Regions from separate parts of the Mus musculus genome. Here all the other regions are linked to region 4. A link is a contact called in public Hi-C, HiChIP or PLAC-seq and promoter capture Hi-C data. All regions are on one chromosome and are shown on one strand. The core of a region is the stretch at or near the end of the contact, and the rest is flanking DNA. Distances in the headings are between cores, read along the strand shown. Region 1 overlaps Nlk (nemo like kinase). Region 2 overlaps Nlk (nemo like kinase). Region 3 overlaps Ksr1 (kinase suppressor of ras 1). Region 4 holds the start of Lyrm9 (LYR motif containing 9). Region 5 holds the start of Lgals9 (lectin, galactose binding, soluble 9).

Region 1 (2,700 bases), core at 99-2,598, 160 kb before region 4:
TAGAGAGACTGTCTGAGCAATGCCAAGGAATTGCTGTCCACGCTGCTCTTGCCTAATAAATAAATCCCACATAGTTCATGAGTAGCCCTTCAAACACAGGAACAAGAAGGGGACATGCATTTCTGACTAGTAAATGCCTGCAATGGATTCAGTGTTCCTGACATTTGGAGCAGTCTGTTCAACAAGACCTTGTATAAAAGCTAACAGCTAGGTGGGGTGGGATGGGATGTGGGGCTGGGATGGTCTATGAGTTCCAGGACGGCCAGGGCTACAGAGTAACCCTATCTTGAAGAAAAACAAAAAAGTAACATACATCAACTTAGAGATGTTTCTATCAGAGTAACATAACAGTCGGCTATCTGTCTGGGATCCTTGAATATTCAGAGTCTATTTTTTGAGGGGGGGAGGGGGTGGAGACAGGGTTTCTCTGTGCAGCCCTGGCTGTCCTGGAACTCTCTCTGTAGACCAGGTTGGCTTCGAACTCAGAAATCCACCTGCCTCTGCCTCCCTAGTGCTGAGATTAAAGGCATGCGCCACCACCGCCTGGCTCAGAGTCTATTTCTAAATGTTTTAAAAAAATGATTTGTCTGCCAGATCACTTAGTATAAATACAACCAATTCTCCTTATGAACAAAGTAAGGTTATTCCATATTTTATCAACAAAGTGCTTACTAGTGAAAATGCCGTTATTTCATACGTTCTACCAAAAAGAATATTTATCAAATAATAATATTAAATAATATTATAAAAAGTATTAGTTAATCTACAGGATGTAAATGGCCTTAAGGAGCATTTTGATTTGGGAAACTTAAAACAAAAGACCCTTTTAGGAAAATGTTTCTTAAGAGTGAGTTATGATCCTTTGAGCACCATGAGCCAGCCAGCTTGCCATAGTGGCACCCACATCTCTCCTATGTCCCCCTCTGACCAGACTGTGCTTTCTCAATAAACTTATGTCTTTCCAGGAAGATTCCTTCTCAACTCCTTTAGTGCTGCTGCTTAGCTCATGCTCTTATCAGCATCCCCAAATATGTGAGAAGATACAGAACAGAAAGCATGTTTTAAAAAAAATTAGTTTCTTCCACAATCAAAAATAATATATAGCAACCTCAGAAGGACTTAATAAACACCACAAACGGACTGACCAAGATCCAAGTAACAGAGCAACAGGCCTGCGCCCTGTACAAAGTAATCAAGGTCATTTGGAAACATCTCCCTCCCCAACCCTAGATCACTCTCACTTTAAAAGAACTAGCCAGCTGGGGGCTGGGAATGTGTAGTCAGTAGTAGAGCTTGACTAGCAGGCACAAAGCCCTGGGTCACATTCTTCCGCATTGTAAAGAAGAGAAAAAGATAACAATCACCAGGCAGGAGGATGCTGAGTTCCAGGACAGCCTGGGATACAGACCAGGTCTCAAACCAACCAACCGGAAAAATTTTACTTCACATAAAAGCAAACAGTTTGAAAGTTGAGTTCAGATTTAGAATAGAATTGTACTAGCTCAAGGCTCTTTCCAGAGTGCAAGATAGATACCACTTTTATGATAACTGAGGTCCCTTTATAGATGTTGACTGGCCCAAGTAATTTACCAAATTCAAATAAAATAATCTTCAACATGCTGACTAAGCTTTAATTACTTTAAAAGCTACTTTCTCAAAACTAACAGCAAATTAAGTTACAACAATCCTAGCATGGTGGGGCATGCCTTTAAACCCAGCACTCAGAAGGCAGAGGTAGGCGGTTCTCTGAGTTCAAGGCCAATCTGGTCTACAAGTTCCAGTACAGCCAGGGTTACATGCAGAAAGCTTGTCTCAAAAAACCAAAAGCAAACAAACAACAAACAATTCTAGCTAGAGGTGGAGAGATGCCTCAGGTCCCCAAATTTTTCTTTCTTAATTTCCAGAGTTGCTTATAAATATTTTTGAGAACTAAATTCAGTGAACTTTAGACAATGATTATGATACACAGGAGAACTAGAAATAAATACTGTGTTTTTCTGTCCATAGGGATATCTTTAAGAAAAAAATATATACACAAGGAAGTATGGAGTGTAAATTACAAATAATATAATCCTCCAGTGTATGGGTATGGATGGAGGTGAGTGCGTATCTAGAAAGGGAAAACCATAAAAGCACACAGGAAGTAAGATGTATACACACACACACACACACACACACACACACACACACACACACACAGTGGGGGAGGAGCACTTCAAGCTCGTGGACATGACTGAAAACAGACTGCACTTCTCCTCAACATACATCTTGTATTTGATAAATAGCTTAGAGGTAACTCCCAAATACTCAATAAATATCAATTTATGTAAATTTAATTGAAAATGTACTAAATGGCCTTAACCAAAAGGTATTTTTAACTAAACTTGAGAAAAATGAAGTCCTAGTAGCCAGAGCAGTATGGTAACAGGCTCACAAGTATGCATGTCATCACAGTTTTTCCAAAGTTACTGGCACAATGTTAACAGATAAAAGTCTAGGTTTTAATGGGCTACTCACTAGCATGCCAGAAGACCACGTGGCCCCTAGCAGAGACACAGTCCATTATAGATATGCCAAGACCCCCTAGAAGCCTTACTAGGGGCTCAAATAGGAAAAATAATTCCCAGACAGAGATAATGGGGATGGGGGTCGTTACTGATTTTGATTCTTAGAGAAACAGTATAATGGGAACACATCTGC
Region 2 (2,700 bases), core at 111-2,610, 200 kb before region 4:
TATATGCTGGCCTTGAACTCAAAAGAGATCTACCACCTTTGCCTCTGGGGTGCTAGTATTAAAGATGTTTGCCACCATGTCTATCTGTGAGACCCTGTCTTACATTCTCTTATACACACACACACAATCAGAAAACAAAACAAAAACCTCAAACAATGACTTATAAATTATGATTGACTAATGTCTCTATCACTTTAAATTTTACTACAAGATTTCTCTTCCATTCCCCTTTTTTCTTTTTACAATTTACTTGTGCAAGAAACCTTGTTCACTTTAAAGGCTCTCCTTTTTCAATCATGTTTTACCTTTTTTTTTTTAGATGATTTGTTTTTATGTGTATTAGTGTTTTGCTTGCATACATGTCTCTGTGAGGATGTCAGATTGAAAATGGAGTTATAGACAGTTGTGAGCTGCCATGTGACTGTTGGGAGTTGAATCTGAGTCCTCTAGAAGAACAGCGGGGTCATCTCTCCAATGCCATTTTAAAATTTTAAATCAAGATTTGTTGCCAGGTAGGTGGCATACACCTTTAATCCCAAAATTTGGGAGGCAGAAGCAGCTGGATCTCTGTGAGTTTGCAAAAGCATGGTTTATGCAAGAGTTCAAGGCCAGTCAGGTCTGCATAGTGAGACCTGGTCTCTAAAAATTTGTTTTCAAGCCAGGCAGGGGTGGTATATACCTTTAATCCCAGCACCTGGGAGACAGAGGCAGGAAGATCTCTGAGTTTGAGATCTGGTTCTAAACCAGCTAGGGCTATACAGAGAAACCCTGTTAGACAAAACAAACAAACAAACAAACAACAAACAAACAAAAAGTGGTTTTCAATTATAACTTTCTTTAATGAAAAAGCCTTCCCTCAAGTTGAAGCCAGTTAAACACAGAGGGATTTATTGTTTGGATGTTTCTAGAAGAATTATGTATATTTCCTTTTAAATTAAAATGCTTATAGTGAGAATTTTTTTCAGCAGAAAATATTTTTCAGTTTCTTCACAAAGAAAATTTTCATCATGTGGAAACAATTACCTCATTTTTACATATTTTAAAATCTTAAATCAGCCAGTGTAGCAAATTTGTACAACTTTCCTACTTGTGGCACACACAATAAAAAATTAACATGAATGTCTGAAGCTTGAGGAAGGTGATTAGGAGTCACATTCTGTTACTAGATATCTTTTAGGCTCTCAACTCTGTACCTGAGCAAGATACATTCTACATTGGGAGAAAACACATGCAAAAAATGACAGTGTCTATTAGGCAAAGCTCCTTTACACTTCAAATCCATCTGAGCTAATTAGAGGTTATCTAGTGGGAAGTGGCAGCCCTATTTTCAGAAGAATGAGGCTTCCTTATTCCATTCTGATGAGGCCCCCACCAGAAAAGCCACAAGTACCTCAGATAGTGGCCTACACCATCTGGCTACTGACTGGTTTAAACTCTTGCTTGTTGTTTTGTTTAACCTTAGTGCAGAGAAAAGCAGTACTCAGACAGGCAGAAAAGGCCAAGGATCTCAAAGCAATGTAAATGAGCAAGTGAGATGGAACACTAGAGAGTTCAAACACAAAGCTTCATGTGTAACTCTTTCATTTAAACAGATGGGAGTTTCTCTTGACCCCACAATTATTTGGGGAAATCAAATAAAGCTTAGCCTTTTGAGGCAAACAGAAAGGCACTTGTAAAGATGCCCTGGATGGAATCCAAGTACCCTCCTACATACACACACCCCAAAATCTCAAAAAGTGAGAAGTAGCCAGGTGTGGTGAAACTCAGGAACAAACAGGCAGATCTTTGTAAATTCAAGGCTCATCCTGGTTACTTACTCCAGGCCAGCCAGAGCTACATAATAAGACCCTGTATAAGAAAACAAACAAACAAACAAACAAACAAACCAAGCAGGGCATTGGTGGCACACACCTTTAATCCCAGCACTCAGGAGACAGAGGCAGAGACAGAGACATGGATCTGAGTTCAAGGTTAGCCTGGTCCTAGAGAGAGTTCCAGGAAACAAAACAAAGCAAACACTGCCCCTCCTCTCCCCCCAAAAGACAATAAAAAACTGTATACTTTCATTTATTTATTTGATGTTTATGCCAATGGCATGCGTAGCGTCAGGCCAGCCTATGGGACTCAATCCTCTCCCATCATGTGGGTCCCAGGGGCTGAAGTCAAGCTGGGAGGCTTCACTGCAGGCTTAGCCACCCTGTCTGCTGGTCCAGTCTCCTTTATTCACAGATGCCTGTGAGGTTTACTCATGTTGCTAAGTGAGTTACAGTTCATTTGTTTTACTGCTATGGGATACTCCTTTGTATGAAAGGAATATTTCATCATGTAACTTTCAGTATCCAGCTATTATAAGTTAAGATGTCATTCCTATTCTTACATGAGTCTTTTGCTAGATGTATGTATCTGTCTGTCTTATAAGGGGTGTTAGGATAATACATTTAGCTTTAGTAGTGACCACTTATCTCAAAGTCAAAGATACTTTCCTGCTAATTTACTCTAAAGATTGTGTTATTTAACTTTTCATAGTTGAGTCTATGACTCACTTCAATCAATTTAATGTATCGTGTAAAGGAGAGGTCTTAAGGTGAAGTATTATTGAGTTTGTTAAGCCTATCACAAGTTTTCACTTTTCCTTAATAATATGGTAAGTGGCTATCTCCATTCATCTCCATTCATAAACTATAAAATTTATTGATACCT
Region 3 (2,700 bases), core at 80-2,579, 190 kb after region 4:
GTAAACACTGGCGGTAGTGGTATCATCTGGAGTTGCGTGTATGGCTGCGATCCTGAGCTCCACACACCTTGGTGACGCACGCACGCACGCACGCACGCACGCACGCACGCACGTCCTTTAGGGAGGAGACACGCTCCCAGTCCGCAGCTTGGGATGCAATGCTTCTGATTCCTTGAGGTGGTGGTCTGCATGTTTCGTGATCATGTTTTCGAAAGGAAGACACTCTCTGCATGAACGTGCAGGGCTGGCTACATCTTTGGATTACCGGACTCCAGGGTCCCCAGGCCAAACCTTTCAAAGCGGGGCATGACTTTGCTGCTGTTAATGCTGTGAAGAGGAGCAGAGACACGGGTTATGGCTCTGCTGGCCTCGTCCAGTCCAGAGTTAAGGTTGTCGCTGGTTAAGCTTAGCAGAGGAGCCGAGTGAAGGCGACTGCTCCGCCCACAGTCTTGGCAGAGCTGCTCCTGGCCTCCCTAAGCCCCGGGCCTCGGCTACATTCCCTTCCTGGCAGGGCTGAGGGGAAAACAGATGCTTGTCCACCTGACTGCCCAGCACCCAGCATGGCGGTAGCTGTAGTTTCCACCCTGGCTGCCCCACATGGATGTGGGACTGGGTGAGCCAGGCCTGAGGACCAGCAATGCCACACACTCCTTTTAGAAATAGCGCTCACACGGGGCCTACTGGGGCCACTATGGAGCAGAATCCCGAGCCTGACTGCAGAAATCTGGTCAGGGAAGGACATGAACTCCTAACAGATGTGGCAGCAGGTTTGCCTCCATTACTAAGCTCTGGTGGCAGGTATCACGTTGTTTATGACAGTTTTGAGTGTGGCTCCTAAGGACCCAGCCTTTTTAAACTGATGCCTTTCATCAGTGTGTGTGTGTGTGTGTGTCCTGTCTTCAAGAGAAAGAGAGGACTCCAGTCAGGGTCCATGACCTCAGTGCTGACTCTGGGCAGCTCCGAACTGTGACACCCTTTGTAGAACAATGTCCCAGGGTCACCGAGCCCCTCCCCATCCTGAGCATGCTCAGCAGGGGCTCATGAAGGTGTTAGTAAGGGCTAGGGAGCAGAGGAACACAAGCAAGAGCCACTCTTGGGAGAACAAGAGAAAAGAGACCATCTTATCCAGGAAGGCGGCTGAAAGCTGCTCTTCCGCCTCGAGGGTCACTCTGTTAGTGCCATCCTCCCCTGGCAGTGATGAAAGTCAGGCACCCACAGGCCATGTGGAGGGGAGGGGAAGCTGTTAAATGGAGCACAGGGAGGAGTCTGGAGCAGCAGAGATGGCGTCCCCTGGGTTAGTGCCTGCTGGCATTTTTTGAGTCTTAGCAGAAGTCACGAAGCTGAGTCGGTGTTTAGGAGGAAGGAAGCCCCGGGGCATGCAAGACAGCCAGGTCTACAACCTAGGGACAGAGGAGAGAGTGGTATCAGAGTCTGAGCCTAAAGGAGCCAGGGCTTAGGGGCCTGGCCAGGCCAGATGCCCAGGGACCCACCTCAGAACAGGATCCCCACCTCCACCCCTCAGAATGGCTGGGGACAAGCACAGGGAATCTTCTCCAAGTTCCCACGGGGCAGTCGTAGGTCCCCAGGGCTCCCTGTGACGAGCAAACTGGCTTCAGAGATGATCACTTCTGCTTTCTTGGCTCCTCCCTCCCTCTCTCTACATTCATTATTACTATTATCATTATTAATGTCTGTAGTTCTGGACCCCAAACCCAGCCTTGTGAATACTAAGCAAGAGCTCTACACAGAGTCACACCCCCAGCCGTTCACTTGTGCTTGTTTGGTTTGCTTTTTGAGACAGGGTCTCTTCTGGCACTCACTGTGTAGACCAGGCTGGCCTCAGACTCAGACTCATAGAGATCCACCTGCCCCTGCCTCCCGAGTGCCGGGATTAAAGGCGTGTGCCCATCCCCGTCCCCAGCTGCCACTGATGATTCTACTTCTGACATTTTACTATGTATCCTAGGCTAGACCCAAACTTAAAATCCCCCTGCCTCGGCCTCCTCAATGCTGGGATGATAGGCGTACACCACCACAGCCGGATCACTGGATTCTCCTCTCCTGAGCTCTAGCCATAGTGGGACTTGGGGGGACCTGCTTGGCTCACTGAGCGCTAAACCCCCCTCGCCCACATGCTAGCTAGCTCCTGTGGTATGGAGAGGGGCCCTCCCTGCTGCACACCGTGCGTTTCTTTAACTCTCTGTGAGAAACACAAGTCTGGTGGCCATTTCAGATGCAAGAGGTCATTATGGATTATGGGAAATCAAAGCAAGAATGTGAGAAGCTGGCATGCAGAGACAGAATGGGAGGGTGGGTAGGACAGCCACACACAGGCAGAAAACGAGAGAATGGCAGAAACACACTATTCCTCCAGAACTGGACAGGAGTTCTTAAAGTCGGGGTGACCATAGCGTCCTTTCCCGTAGTAGCGGCTCCGCCAGCGGCTAGGGGTGCCCGAGACCGTTTCACCAGCAGTTGAAGAGAGCCGTCCAATCCGGTCCAGCCCGGTGGGTGATGGCAGCCAGCAGACAGGTGGAGGAGTCAGGATGGTAGAACAGGGGAGATGACAAGACAGGCCAGTGTATCCGCCACCCCCCCAAAAACGAAAAGTGATGAAGCCGACAGGAAAGAAAACAGAAGTGAGAGTTAGAGACCCCATGTCCGAGGAAGCCACGGAAGCCTGGGAGCTGGTGGCTGTGG
Region 4 (2,767 bases), core at 148-2,647:
TTGAATATTTTATGACCTAGGTATTAGAATGAGGCTTCTGAAGCAGGAACACGGAGATCTAGGAACAAAAGAGGGGGACTGAGAGAACAGATTGAAATTTCTTAAAAATATGAAAGGATCTTAATGTTGTACGAGAGAGTGGATTGGTGTCCCAGCAGGTTGCTCCTAGTAAGGGCTCTAAAAGCGTAATGATTTATTGATTGGATCTGCACTAATGACATGCCGTGATTATGCATGGGTAAATAAAAAGGCTGATTTATGAGGGTGCATTCGGATCTTTCAGATACAGTTGGTCCAAGTCTACAGTTTGAAAATAAATGAAGGAAATTATCTGGGTATTCCAGGGGAAGAATCCTCCCACACAGATTTGAAGACGGGGTAGAGTGTTAGCTGAAGAGGAGGAAGGGGGTGCTTTGTGTGTGGGGGGGGTGCGGGAGGGAGACGGTGGCATTCTAGAGAGTTGAAGATGAATCAGAGAAAGGAAGTAGTTCTGTTAAGAAATAGCCCCTGCTTCCTAAGAGGAAGAAAAATAGACTTCCGAGTGCTGCTAAACAGCGATGTTTACTTTTAAAAAATGAAGAAAAAAGGCATTATAAGCAATTGTCTTGTTAAAGCAGCTACATGAGGAGCGTGTGTAAGGAAATCGGGCTTTTCATTATAGGTAGATTTTTTTTAAAGCCCCGAAGAGGAAAGATGAAGAGAAGCAATGTTATCCACCGGCGCCCTTGCTGCCTTTCAGACAGCGGCCCAGAGAAGCTAGAAGCCTCATTGAACAGGGCGTTTGTCTCATGAAAAAGACCTGTCTTTATTTCTTTCAGGATATAAAACTTGTGTTTAAATCAATTCAGAGAAGCATTCTGACTTTAAACATGCGCGAGTGGGGAGAACCCGTTTAATGAAACAGCATTATTTCATTTTCAAAAAATGATCCCGGCAGTAGCTGCAAGTTAAGATTCTTCATTCTCTCCCTCGATTATAATTATAGCAGAGTTGAAAGGAAGCGTGCCTATTACTGTCATATGTATTCTTCTGACAGGTGTTGTGGGACTGTAATTTGATCAAGTGACTCGAAATGAAGACTCCCTTCCAAACATAATTCCTGTCATCAACATAACAACAGGAAGGACACGTCCTTCAAGAAGACGTTTCACAGATCTTGAGCACCCCTAATATTCTCCATTCGTGGGAATATGAAGAAGAGCTTGCCATCAGAGTTTGTATCCAAGGTTGTAAGGGAGACAAGGAAAAGCGGGCCGTGGTTCCAGCCAACTGGGCGGGGTCGGATCAGGAAGCCCGCACCCAGTAGGACCCCGAGTCCCGCGGATGGCCGGCAGAGGGCGCTAGGGTACCAGGCGGGGGCGGGGCTGCGCTTGCTTCTGCCGCGCAGGCGCAATCGTGTCGCTCGCGGTGTCTCCAGTTGGCGTCCGCCGGGAAGGCGGGTGAGCCGCGCTGCGCGGGCCCTTGGGCGGGGACTCGGGGGGCGGCAGGGGCGGGCTGGGGATTACCGAGGCTGCCTGCAGGGCCGGGATATGTGGAAGCCCTGGGGGCGATCTGCGGGCTCTCCAGGCTTTCCCCTAGTGCCAGCGACACCTGTCGCAGCCATAGTTGCCGCGCCGCGGAGGAGCGTGGGAGGCCGGGATGCGGTGTCGGAGGACACGGGGAGCCAGGTCTCTGCCATGTGCTGCTGGCATCTGCACTCGGCTGGAGCAGCCTCCGTTCTATGGTTTTCAAAGAGGAGACGTGCTACTCTCACTCGGTCTGCAGGAACACCCTGTTACCAGGAGTATCTGGAATAATTTTGGTCTTTGCAATATGTAACCCTATCTGGCCTTGAACTCGTAATCCCCCTGCCCCAACTTCCCAGTAGTACTGTGATTCCCGGCCAGTGCTAAAGTGCACACGTTTAATAACATTTAGAATGTGCGCAGATGTGCATCTATGGCCACTGTTGATTTTAGAACATTTACCTTGAAAGAAAACCATCTACATTTGCTGGCAAAACCCCTCTCCAGTCTCGTCCTTTCTCTTTGCGCTAGGCAACCACTTAGCTGATTTCCATAGATTTTGTTAGTTCTGAACATTTCACAGAAATGGAATCAATCATATGCAGCCCCGGTTATTGGTTTCCTGCGTCTTTTATGCCTCATTCAAAGCACGCACGTGGTAGCATATGTAAGTGCTTCATTCGCTTTATTACAGAATAATTTTCCAATGTTTGCCTGGATCAGATTTTATCTCCCCATGTGCCCAGTGATGGCCCTTGGGACTCATTTGAAGTCCTTACTCTTACATACCTGTCTTCTGGGTATAAGGTGGGGGTGGGGGTGGGGGTGGGCCAAAGAAAGGGAAGGATAAAGTGTATATCCTTGGGTGGCACGTGGGATTTGGCCAGGAAGAAAGAGACTGATTAGCTTAGCTGCTAACTAGGAGCTAGGAACAGCTCCGTGGTAAAAAGGTTGCCAGGCATCGTCAAGCCCCAGGATTCATTTCCAGCATCCCCACCTCCCACAGGGATGGACCAAAAACTGGTTCTGAAGGGTGTGCCGGTGGGAATGTAGGGAGGCTGGCCTGACCTTGGCTGTGTGGGAGAGGGACGAGGGGAGGCAGGATTGCTGGAAGAACATAAATATGCCAGATGGAGCCCTAGGGTGGGCGGGGGCAGGGAGCTAACCATTCCTATTTTCAACTTTCTCCATCATGAAGATTAATTGCGTATTTAAAAAAAATGGCTGGTGCAGGCTTAATTTAGCTTTTATCAGTACTCAAT
Region 5 (2,700 bases), core at 124-2,623, 160 kb after region 4:
TAAATTCAAGTTGTCAGCTCTGCCTGGTGGGAAACCAGAGTGGGTGTATCATGCCCCTGTGACACGTCCTGCCCTTGAAGGCCCCACAGAGACACTGGACAGTCCCTTCTAGCTTTCCCATCTACCTTCCATGCAGGTCCCAAGTTAGAAGCCTTAACCCTGTGGCTGAGGACACTGGTAGCCCCAAGCAAAGCCCAGAGCCGTGCTAGATCAGGCTCTGACGCTGGGCTCTGGCAGCCAGCTCACCTACAGACCCTGCTATCTCCCACCTGCACACACGGCGACTCTACAGAAGGTTCCTGGGAGCATCACTTTCGTCTCCATTACTGCCATCTCCCCATGAGCATCCCCTCTTCTGGGAAAAGCACTTTCCTTCGCTGTCACCCACCATCTGAGGACATGTGGCAAGGCCTCGACCTCTCAAAGTCTCAGTGTCTCCACTTACAGTGTGGCTACTAAGCTTCCTAGTGTATAAACAAAACCACCTATAGACAGGGGGTGGAAAAAGGAGCCCAAGGCAGCCCTTTGCACCCTGCACTAAAAGACAGTCCCTACTTGCCTGTCTGCACACACTCTGGAAGTGTTCTTGGGTGAATTCTGATGTGGCCCTTGGAGAACAGAGGGGAGGGCTTCCCTGTTCCCCTCCCGTGCACTCCCAAGACACCTCCATGTTCCAGGTGCTGTTTAAACACCCACGTGTGCTATCTGCTTTCTCCTTGTTTTAACCTCAGGAGACAGACTAAGTATTATTTCCATTTTACAGATACAGAGAGGAGAAAGTACTGCGCGTGCGACATCACCTAGTTTGTAAATGGCTGAACAGAGATCCTCTCTAAGGCAGACACTTTAAGTGTCATGTGAATATCTGCTACCTGCTACCTCCCCCCACCCCCAACAAGCCCATCCACATCATCATATAAACCGTCTCCTTCCTTTGTAGATGCTACCAGGTAGCATGGAACAGGCACATGTTAATTCACCTCATAAATCATAGTGAGTGGCACCCTTGGGTCCTCAGAGGCACAGCAAGCCTAGCATGAGACACGAGCTGCATCAGGATGACCCAGCTGACATGCCTGGCATGTTTGTCCCTTATGTGCTGTCTGCAGGACACCCCACCCTCTATCTGTGCCACTCCGTTGTTTCCCCACAGGTCCAGAGCAACTTCCCCTGGATGTGGCCGTTAGCTTTTCCTCAATCACCCCACAACTGCATCCCACAACTCACCGGGTTAATGTATGGAGACTGGGCACTGAAGAGAGCCATCTCTTCTATCTCAGGGGAACCAATGCTCTCTTCCTCACTCGATGGTGGACGACAGAACTCTGCGCAGGGCAGGGCTGAGCTAGGAAACAGAAACCACAGCTATTTGGCACTTCTTCAAGGGGAGGAGCTCAGTGGCTGAGGGAAGTGTCTAGAGAAAAAGAAAGCTGATGTCAGGGTGGAGGGCTGGAGGTGGGACTCAGTGGGAGGACCTAGGACCAGTGGACACTGGGTGTTCCCTGCTCTGCCTTGACTTTCCCTTCCTGTGCTCTGCCCAGAGAACCAGTCACATGGCCAGCAGGCGTTCCTCGACAGCCTCGGCCAGAAGTGGCTGTGCTTCTGAGCCTGCTTCCTCACCCCATCTAGCAGAGCTGAGCCTTCATTTGTCCTCTGGGTGGGCATCCGTGGAAAAGACCTTCCTCAGACCTTTGTATGTGCAGAGAAAACAGTGCTCAGAAAGACCAAGGGGCAGCATGAGCAAGGTTACACAACTCCTTACGGGCACTCCGAAATCTCTGTGATGCTGTAGGCTTCCAAGAAGCATCTCTCCCTGGTGTGAAAGCTTAACCATGGAGAGCTATTTTGCAAGAAACACACCACCGCTGAGGTTGTTAATGTGGACTATGTGGGGGCCCTGGGAACTTCATTGCCATCTGCCTGTGAATTTGTCTGTTCTCCTTGTCTCTCCCCTCTGTCCCTCTGTTTTGGGGTAAGAAGAGGAAACATACTTTGGACACAGTAGAATATTCCAAGTGACAAGGGAGGAGACCCTAGGAAATATTTGAAATAGTTTTGAAGCCAGGAGAGATGACCCATCATGAATTCCCAGCATGCCTAGTCTACAACATACATAATTGCTCCCTCCTCCTTTCCTCCCTCCCCACTTCCTCCTTTTCTTCATGTAGACCAGGCTGGCTTTGAACCCAGTATGTAGCCAAGGATGGCCTTGAACTTCTTCTTTTTTTTAATAATTTTTATTTTTTATTTATATGTAAGTACACTGTAGCTGTCTTCAGACACACCAGTAGAGGATGTCAGATGTCATTACAGATGGTTGTAAGCCACCATGTGGTTGTTGGGATTTGAACTTTGGACCTTCATAAGAACAGTCAGTGCTCTTTTTTTTGGTTTTTTGTTTTTGTCTTTGTTTTTTGTTTTGTTTTGTTTTTGTTTTTCGGGCAATTAGCGCTCTTAACCAGTGAGCCATCTCTCCAGCCCCAACCTTGAACTTCTGATCCTCCTGCCTCTACCTCCCAAGTGCTTGGATTATACCTATGACTCACCTCTACCTGATGGTGCCGGGGTTAGGACCTAAGGCTTCCTATGAGCTAGACATGCACTCCACCAACTGAACTACATCACCAGCCTTTCCCTGCCTTAAACAAAAACACAAAACCAAAACCCAGCTCCTGCAGCTTAGGTTATGAGTTAAGGGAA

Evidence for each region. Promoter capture Hi-C pulls out the DNA fragments that hold promoters and counts their contacts. Hi-C and Micro-C count contacts between places; a contact is called where the count stands out from the background. HiChIP or PLAC-seq counts read pairs in DNA pulled down with a chosen protein or histone mark.
Region 1: a contact with region 4 is called in an H3K27ac HiChIP or PLAC-seq map of embryonic stem cells, with 2.9 times the contacts expected there. The contact joins the enhancer-like site here to the promoter of Lyrm9 in region 4. A contact is called at or near these places in 10 of 39 promoter capture datasets (the C10 cell line, HPC-7-derived erythroid cells, cranial neural crest and 4 more), 1 of 15 datasets of contacts at CTCF or cohesin (pro-B cells), 7 of 484 Hi-C or Micro-C datasets (the N1E-115 cell line, bone marrow-derived macrophages, embryonic stem cells and 3 more), 18 of 115 datasets of contacts at active chromatin or transcription factors (the 230-238 cell line, the SCID.adh cell line, SST interneurons and 8 more) and 4 of 9 other capture datasets (adipose tissue, embryonic stem cells, liver and 1 more).
Region 2: a promoter capture Hi-C map of the HPC-7 cell line shows a contact between it and region 4. The contact joins the enhancer-like site here to the promoter of Lyrm9 in region 4. A contact is called at or near these places in 13 of 39 promoter capture datasets (the C10 cell line, the HPC-7 cell line, HPC-7-derived erythroid cells and 7 more), 3 of 15 datasets of contacts at CTCF or cohesin (the NIH/3T3 cell line, large pre-B cells and pro-B cells), 3 of 484 Hi-C or Micro-C datasets (bone marrow-derived macrophages, liver and nephron progenitors), 21 of 115 datasets of contacts at active chromatin or transcription factors (the 230-238 cell line, the NIH/3T3 cell line, the SCID.adh cell line and 15 more) and 3 of 9 other capture datasets (adipose tissue, liver and pancreatic islet).
Region 3: a contact with region 4 is called in a Hi-C map of the G1E-ER4 cell line, with 2.2 times the contacts expected there. The contact joins the enhancer-like site here to the promoter of Lyrm9 in region 4. A contact is called at or near these places in 2 of 39 promoter capture datasets (the 3T3-L1 cell line and pre-B cells), 47 of 484 Hi-C or Micro-C datasets (the 63-12 cell line, the AML12 cell line, B cells and 27 more), 3 of 115 datasets of contacts at active chromatin or transcription factors (T-cell acute lymphoblastic leukemia, epiblast stem cells and thymocytes) and 2 of 9 other capture datasets (embryonic stem cells and liver).
Region 5: an H3K4me3 HiChIP or PLAC-seq map of the SCID.adh cell line shows a contact between it and region 4, with 15 read pairs. The contact joins the promoter of Lgals9 here to the promoter of Lyrm9 in region 4. A contact is called at or near these places in 5 of 39 promoter capture datasets (the 3T3-L1 cell line, 3T3-L1-derived adipocytes, the SN4741 cell line and 2 more), 1 of 484 Hi-C or Micro-C datasets (Th1 cells), 6 of 115 datasets of contacts at active chromatin or transcription factors (the HPC-7 cell line, the SCID.adh cell line, acute myeloid leukemia and 3 more) and 2 of 9 other capture datasets (adipose tissue and liver).

The regions. Positions count from the first base shown.
Region 1 is chr11:78,662,858-78,665,557 of GRCm38.p6, forward strand. All of the region lies in intron 1 of Nlk (nemo like kinase), which reads right to left. Among named protein-coding and RNA genes, the nearest start is that of Nlk, 33 kb to the right of the region's middle. Within about 2 kb of position 1,349, at least 17 of the 459 cell types and tissues checked have an H3K27ac peak or open chromatin away from gene starts, as enhancers often do. A contact at or near this core is called in the N1E-115 cell line, embryonic stem cells and trophoblast stem cells, where this site is marked.
Region 2 is chr11:78,620,756-78,623,455 of GRCm38.p6, forward strand. The region is part of intron 2 of Nlk (nemo like kinase); the gene reads right to left. Among named protein-coding and RNA genes, the nearest start is that of Tmem97, 71 kb to the left of the region's middle. Within about 2 kb of position 1,361, at least 9 of the 459 cell types and tissues checked have an H3K27ac peak or open chromatin away from gene starts, as enhancers often do. A contact at or near this core is called in the HPC-7 cell line and the SCID.adh cell line, where this site is marked.
Region 3 is chr11:79,015,937-79,018,636 of GRCm38.p6, forward strand. Ksr1 (kinase suppressor of ras 1) reads right to left here. Exons shown (of 19, transcript NM_013571.3): 19 at 1-327. The coding sequence ends at 249. Among named protein-coding and RNA genes, the nearest start is that of Gm11201, 6.3 kb to the right of the region's middle. Within about 2 kb of position 1,330, at least 54 of the 459 cell types and tissues checked have an H3K27ac peak or open chromatin away from gene starts, as enhancers often do. A contact at or near this core is called in the 63-12 cell line, B cells, the CH12 cell line and 7 more, where this site is marked.
Region 4 is chr11:78,825,198-78,827,964 of GRCm38.p6, forward strand. Lyrm9 (LYR motif containing 9) reads left to right here and starts at 1,398. Exons shown (of 4, transcript NM_001076681.2): 1 at 1,398-1,439.
Region 5 is chr11:78,983,551-78,986,250 of GRCm38.p6, forward strand. It overlaps Lgals9 (lectin, galactose binding, soluble 9), which reads right to left and starts at 1,374. Exons shown (of 10, transcript NM_001159301.1): 1 at 1,228-1,374. The coding sequence starts at 1,266.